2 separate regions of the Mus musculus genome follow, and region 2 is linked to region 1. The links are chromatin contacts, called in public HiChIP or PLAC-seq maps. All regions are on one chromosome and are shown on one strand. Each heading gives the region's core, a stretch centred on a gene start, on an enhancer-like site or on the middle of the called end of the contact. The rest is flanking DNA. Distances are from core to core; before and after follow the strand shown.

Evidence for each region. HiChIP or PLAC-seq counts read pairs in DNA pulled down with a chosen protein or histone mark.
Region 2: a contact with region 1 is called in a FOXA1 HiChIP or PLAC-seq map of pancreatic cancer cells. The contact joins the enhancer-like site here to the promoter of R3hdml in region 1. A contact is called at or near these places in 11 of 39 promoter capture datasets (the C10 cell line, the HPC-7 cell line, HPC-7-derived erythroid cells and 6 more), 5 of 115 datasets of contacts at active chromatin or transcription factors (embryonic stem cells, neural tube, pancreatic cancer cells and 1 more) and 3 of 9 other capture datasets (adipose tissue, liver and macrophages).

The regions. Positions count from the first base shown.
Region 1 is chr2:163,490,892-163,493,880 of GRCm38.p6, forward strand. It overlaps R3hdml (R3H domain containing-like), which reads left to right and starts at 1,427. Exons shown (of 5, transcript NM_001099331.2): 1 at 1,427-1,861. The coding sequence starts at 1,601. It overlaps Hnf4aos (hepatic nuclear factor 4 alpha, opposite strand), which reads right to left. Exons shown (of 4, transcript NR_027970.1): 4 at 2,913-2,989.
Region 2 is chr2:163,813,342-163,816,469 of GRCm38.p6, forward strand. No RefSeq gene overlaps it. Among named protein-coding and RNA genes, the nearest start is that of Ccn5, 5.9 kb to the right of the region's middle. Within about 2 kb of position 1,635, at least 69 of the 459 cell types and tissues checked have an H3K27ac peak or open chromatin away from gene starts, as enhancers often do. A contact at or near this core is called in the HPC-7 cell line and pancreatic cancer cells, where this site is marked.

The DNA of each region.
Region 1 (2,989 bases), core at 177-2,676:
TCTCACAACAGTTTGACGAGGCAGGTGATGAGACAGGTGTCTCTATTCGCTCTTCTGTACCAGTGAGGATAAAACAGTTCCGCAAATCAACCGCTCATGGGCGCTTAGCAGTGAGTGGAATGACAGGGTCTGAAGCGCTTTGTTGTTGCGCACACACACACACACACACACACACACACACACACACACCATGCTGTCTGAGTGGGGTTCACCTCAGACATCTGTATTTTGTTTGACTACAGAACAGAACATCATTTGTTCATGCTAACAGGGCTCCGGGGAACAGACTTGGATTTGAACCTAGGCTCTACTTGAAGGCGCCTTTTTCCTTCACCTCTGGGAGCTTCAGAGTCTTCCTTTACAGAATGGTACAGAGAGGGGTTGTGGCGCCTCTGAATGTTGGCTGAGCTTGTGTGTGTAAAGCTCTCATCCCAGGGTGTGGCACATATTAGATGCTCATACCTGGACCGCCGTCATATCTGCCCACCCGGAGGCTACGGGCTTCCTTGGGAGAAGTCAGAACTCTCTCCTGCTGCCTTGTTCTACAAGGGTCTGGGATCTCCATGGATGCATGGGATTCTCCCTCCAGGATCCCTACCTCATCACTCTATCTCCAGCCAGCTGGCAGCTCAGCCACAGCCCCTGCACATTCCAGATGGCAAAGGGAGCAGGAGGAGAGAGCTGGAGAGGAAAGCCCACAGGAGAGGCAGGCGGGGCCTCACTCCCTGAATATGCTGGCTAGAGAAGGAGGGGGCTGCTGGCTGGGACATCAGAGGCCATCACTCCCCGGGGACCTTAAAGTCGCTGCACTACCAGAGTATTTGTAGAGGTCCCCTGACTTCTCCACCACCTCCTGCCACCTCCTGGGGCCACCTGTTCTGGGTATGTGCCCCCCAGAGAACCTGATGCCTGGTTTCCCCTAGCCTTTCCTGGCCTCTCCTCTCCCCTCCCCTCCCCTCCCCTCCCCTCCTCTCCTCTCCTCAATTCTATTTCCCTTTGCCTCCATTTCTGCCACAGTTTCTTTTCATGACAACTCTCTGCTCTTCCTTCTTCCTGTTTCTTTCGAATCCCCCTTTTTCTGTCTCCTTTTGTTTGCCTCTCCTTGTCTTTTTCTCTGACCTCCGATGTCCTCTCTGCCTCTGTCATCTTCTGCCATCTGACCTTCCCATGTCACCCCGTCCATCCTGAGGCCACTTCACTCAGAAAAGGGCCTGTCCTGCTTCTGTGGGCATCTACTGAGCCCAACATTATGGGATTGGTAAAGAAGGCATTTGGCCAGAGGGGATGGCCGTCTGTCTCCTGGACAGATGCGACAGAGCCCTGGCTTTGAGGTGGTGGCAACTTCCCACTCCCAAGCCCAGTCTGAATTAGCCACTGTCTGGGCACTTCTCATCACCTAACCCACTGAGTCCAGGGAGCAAGGAGGAAGGATTGAGTATCGGGACGAGAGCTGGGTCAGAGGATCTCTGCCAAGTTCCCAAGGAGCATTCTCCAGACTGGCAGTGCTCAAGGAGAGTTCTCAGGGTTTGGCCTTCTCATACCCACCTCTTCTAGGCAGCAGCTCTAACTGCACCAGACAGGTACACCATCCCAGACAGCTATGCCTCTTCTGTCCAGCATCGTGGGCCTCACAGGCCTTCTCCTTTGGATGGGTCACACAGTGGGGGCCTTACGGATGCCCAACACCACACTGGTCCAGGGCCGACCCAAGAACACAGCTGTGTGGCCCCTGTCTGGCCTGGGGGTGCCCCGGCACCGCCGGAAGCGCCACATCTCTGCTCGGGACATGAGCGCTTTACTGGATTATCACAACCACATCCGGGCCAGCGTACACCCACCTGCTGCCAACATGGAGTATATGGTGAGTCCCAAACTTTCCCTGTGCACCATCCAGCCAAGACCAGATTGTTCACTGTGGTCTGGGGTGGCTGGCCTTGAAGAGCTAGACCATCTGCCTGTCTGTCTGGCCTAAGCAAATGGTGAAAATGGGTGGTCCCTTTTACAGATTCAGAAAGAAAGGTCCTTGCATAAATCCTCAGTGAATGAGGCTGGGGTAGGGGGTGGGGAGAGAGGAATACTATCTGTAGAGGGCCTTGGGGCCCTTCACAGAACCCTCTTCCTTCAATACTGCATTTTATCTGTTTTCCAAATGAAGGAATTGAGAGTCAGAGGAGAGGTTTGCCTAAGGTCGCCCAGCCTGGATTGCAAGCCAGGTCTGCCTGCTGCTAAGGCAGGAGTTTCCAATAACACGATATGCGGTCTGAGAATTTTGTTCCACGCTGGGCATTTGCAGGGGGTAGAGACAGGAGCTTTCCAGGCTATTGTCTCTCAGCAGAGGGGGTTGCTTGACACACCCAGACCATTCATTCTGTGGAAGACAGGCAGGCACCAGGGTATCTTGGGCTGAGGAACGCCAGGAGCTGAATCTCAGGGCAGTCTGGGATGTCTTTTTTCAAAGAGTCAGCATTAGTGTCTCTCAGCTCAGTCTCCCAGCAGCCAAAACCCTCAGCATGGAGGAGGAATACCCTCCTATCTCAGCTCCTCCCCGGGACTATTGTCCCCAAAGCCTGGAGAGATAGACTGACAGCACACAGAGACTTCTTTAGGAAAAGAGAGAGCTGATAGACTCCCACCTGCCTAACAACTGGAAATGGGGCCCCTCTCAGTGTTCTCTTATGTACTGCCTCCTACTTGGAGCCCGATGCAGCACTAAGCCTTCTGGGTACTTCGGAGAACAAGGTTTTTTCCCTGAAGAACCCTAGAGTTTGGGGGAAGTGGGGGGGGGGGGTAAGAGAAACTAAAGTCTACAAGATACAGAGCCCTAATATCAAGTATCAGGAGGTAATTGTGAAGGGGCCAGACAGGAGCCAGATAGCAGGGAGCTGGGGGTTGGGGCGGGAGGCGTCATCTACTTGTTTGCTGACTTACTCATTCGTTTATTAACGTTGAAACTGCCACACAGAAGGCCCCCCAGTTCCCAAACAAATGA
Region 2 (3,128 bases), core at 385-2,884, 320 kb after region 1:
CTGAGGTCGCCCAGCTGCTGGGCTGGGATCCCCTGGGTATCCTCAGGACCCCAAGTGCCAGCTTGGCAGGAGCCATCAAAGGCTACAGCTGAGCCCTGTTTACCTTCATGGCCAGCCTGAGAGAGGATAGTGAGGGTCAAATGAGTGGAGAGGGGGACAGCACCCCTCCAGATCATCTGTGGGCATCCTTCTGCAGAGGTTGAACAGAGGGCCCAGGCCCTTACTAGATCCTCCTGGAAGGATGTCATTCCCTCAGAAGATACACACAAGAGGCGACTCTGGAGGCAAAGGGTTCAGATTCTGATTGTGTCTCCATTGACCATCTTAACTTTGTAAGGCTAATGCAACTTATTGATGCCTCAGTCTCCCCACCTCTGGATTGGGGACAGTGGTAACAGTACCTTTTATGGACACATCAACATAATTAAGTGATTTAATACTTCAGGTTGCCCAGAACCACCCGTGACTCTTATTAAGGACCCTAAAGTCTTTGCTGTAGAAATAGGCCTGAAATTGTGGAGAAGCTGAAGTTATGAGTGTGAATCAGGCTTAGATCCCATCTGGGGAGTTCAGTGCTATGCAGAGGCACTGTATGTATACTTTAGGGGCCATTACTCGTCCCCAGTCACAATAGCAGTTGGCTAGGGTACTATTTGCCTTTTCAGTCTCTGGAGGAACAGGAACAGACTGACCCCCTCGGGTCTACTCATTGCTCTTTTGGGGGTCCTGTCTAGATCACCCCACATCCATGGTTTTCATCTGGCTCTGGAATGAACAGACAAACACACATCACTTCTGAGCCCTGAGCATGCTGTAGGCCTGAGCCTTCTTGTTAGGGGCTCCTGGTCCAGGGCCTTCTCAGCCTCTACACAGAGGAGGGGTCAGTTATTTGCATACAGCATTCAGGGAAGGGGACACATGCCACAGTTAACTTTCTTGCAATGTTTGCATCCTGCCCACAGCACCTGCAGCCACTTTCTCAGGGGATGGGGTGGCAGTCCAACTGAGACCTGACCTTAGAGCTGCCTGCAAATGACTCCTAACCTCCCAGACTCTAAGAACCCACAGAGGTGGACCCAGCTACCCTGGGGGTCTCCACACAGGAGAGATCAACAGGAACAAACACTAGTGTGTGACTTCCATCTCTGGGCCTGTCTGCCTTCCTGAGCATAAGGGTGTGGGACTCTTGTGAGTAGCACTTCTCCAGGCTGGGACGTAGCTTAGTTAGTATCGTGCTTGCCTAGCAAACAGGAAGCCATGGGTTCAATTCCCAGCACTGCAAAAACTTGGTGAGAAAGCTCAATCCTGTTATCCCCGCACTTGAAAGGTGGAGACAGGGCAGACCAGACATTTAAGGCCACCTCAGCTACACAGCAATCTTGAGACCAGCCTGGGCTATGCTACATCTCAAGCCATTTTAAACATTGAGAGTTTCAGGGGGGGCGCTGTGTTCTGAGTGGAGAGAGTCTGGAGGCAGCCATGAGCGAGAAAATGGATCTCCCATCCCCCAACCAAGGACCCCAAGGCCCAAGCTGATGACTGGCCAGTGACTCAGCCACCCCATGACCAGAGCCCTCAGGGGCAGTTACTAACCAAGCCCTGCCCTCTCCCCAGCCAATGCTCCCTCAGCATAGCAGGGATGGGAACAATTAGGTCCAGGCCAGGCCACATGTTTACATGGTCCTCAGTTTGCTGACCACATATGACTCAGGAGTCAGAAGAGTCCTGGGAGGCTAAAGAGACAACCTGTGATGCCATCACCGGGGACTGGGCCTCACAGAGTTACCTGACATCACATAGGCAGGGACGGGAGTGGGGGGTCTGACAACTGCCGGAGAAAGTTTTCTACCTCTGCAAGCTGCCACGCAGTGTGCCCAAGGACTTGGCATCATTCCCACCCCAGCTACCAACATGATCCCCAGTTGACACTTGCCTGCACAGCTGCAGCTCCCCTCAGCTCCCCACCCCCATCATGGCTCCATCCAGATTCAACCCCACCACCTCCAGGCCTCGCTTCATCCTGCTCAGATCACCCCGCTGACACTACACTTGCTTCCAAATTCAGTGTCTCGTCCTCCAAGGCAGGCTCAGGTCTCCCTGCCTTCCTCCTTAGCATGCCCTACTAACTATGTGGAAATTGTCTCTGCTGGCCTCTGTCCCCTGACCCCATGGGCTCCCTGTGGACAGGGACCTGTTTTTCCTTCTTCTTTAACACCAAGGCATGGCTGGTACAGGCAGGGTTTTTAGAATGAATACATGGAAGATGGATGGATCGATGGATTAATGGGTGGATGAATATACAAATAGATGGACAGATGGGTCAGACAGACAGACATAAGTGGAAGAATGGACAGATGAGTGGTGTAGTAGACAGATAGTGGCACCTGTAGGGACCAAGCAGAGAAGTGTCTCCTTGGAGCTAGGGGTCTTCTGACAAAGGCAGGAGCTCTCAGGTGGAACAGGAATAACCTAGCCCACTGGTTTGGTCCCTGATCAGCTGGTCCCAGCTTAGCAAAGTATCCTGAATTCTGAGTTGTGCTGTGGGTCTCTGCTGAGGGCCTTCCTCCAAGCCCCTCTCTGGGTCAGAGATTTCCTTCTGGAAATAAGTGGTTTCTAGGTGTATAAAACATAGACCTCTGGGGCTAGAGGTGCTGGAAAGCAAGGAATTGCTTTTCACCCACTTTATGGATAAGGAAACTGAGGCCAAGAAAGTCAAAGGATTTGCCCAAAGGTGCACAAAGACAAAGCCAGGATTGGAGCCTGGCTTCTTCAGTTCACTGACATGTGAGAATTCTGGAATTTTTGGCTTCTTTAAAAACACAGACATATATTACAAGAATGTGCTTCCATTTTAATCCCAGGTTTGGGGATCTATGGCTGCTTCAGACAACCTGCGGCAGGTGACTATGATTTGCCTCGTGCTCTAGTAGAAGCGTGGTTTTGCCAGCTGCAGATAGTTTCTATGGTTGTGCGACATATGGAATTCTGGGCACTTTTCAGAGGGTATATAAATGCTGGGGCCTAATGGCGTTAGTGGTTGTTGGTTGTTTTGGGGAGGGGATGGTGGTTGTGGATTGTTAGTAGTTGTGCTTAAAGAGACGAAAGGAAAGAAATTAGATTCAGGGATC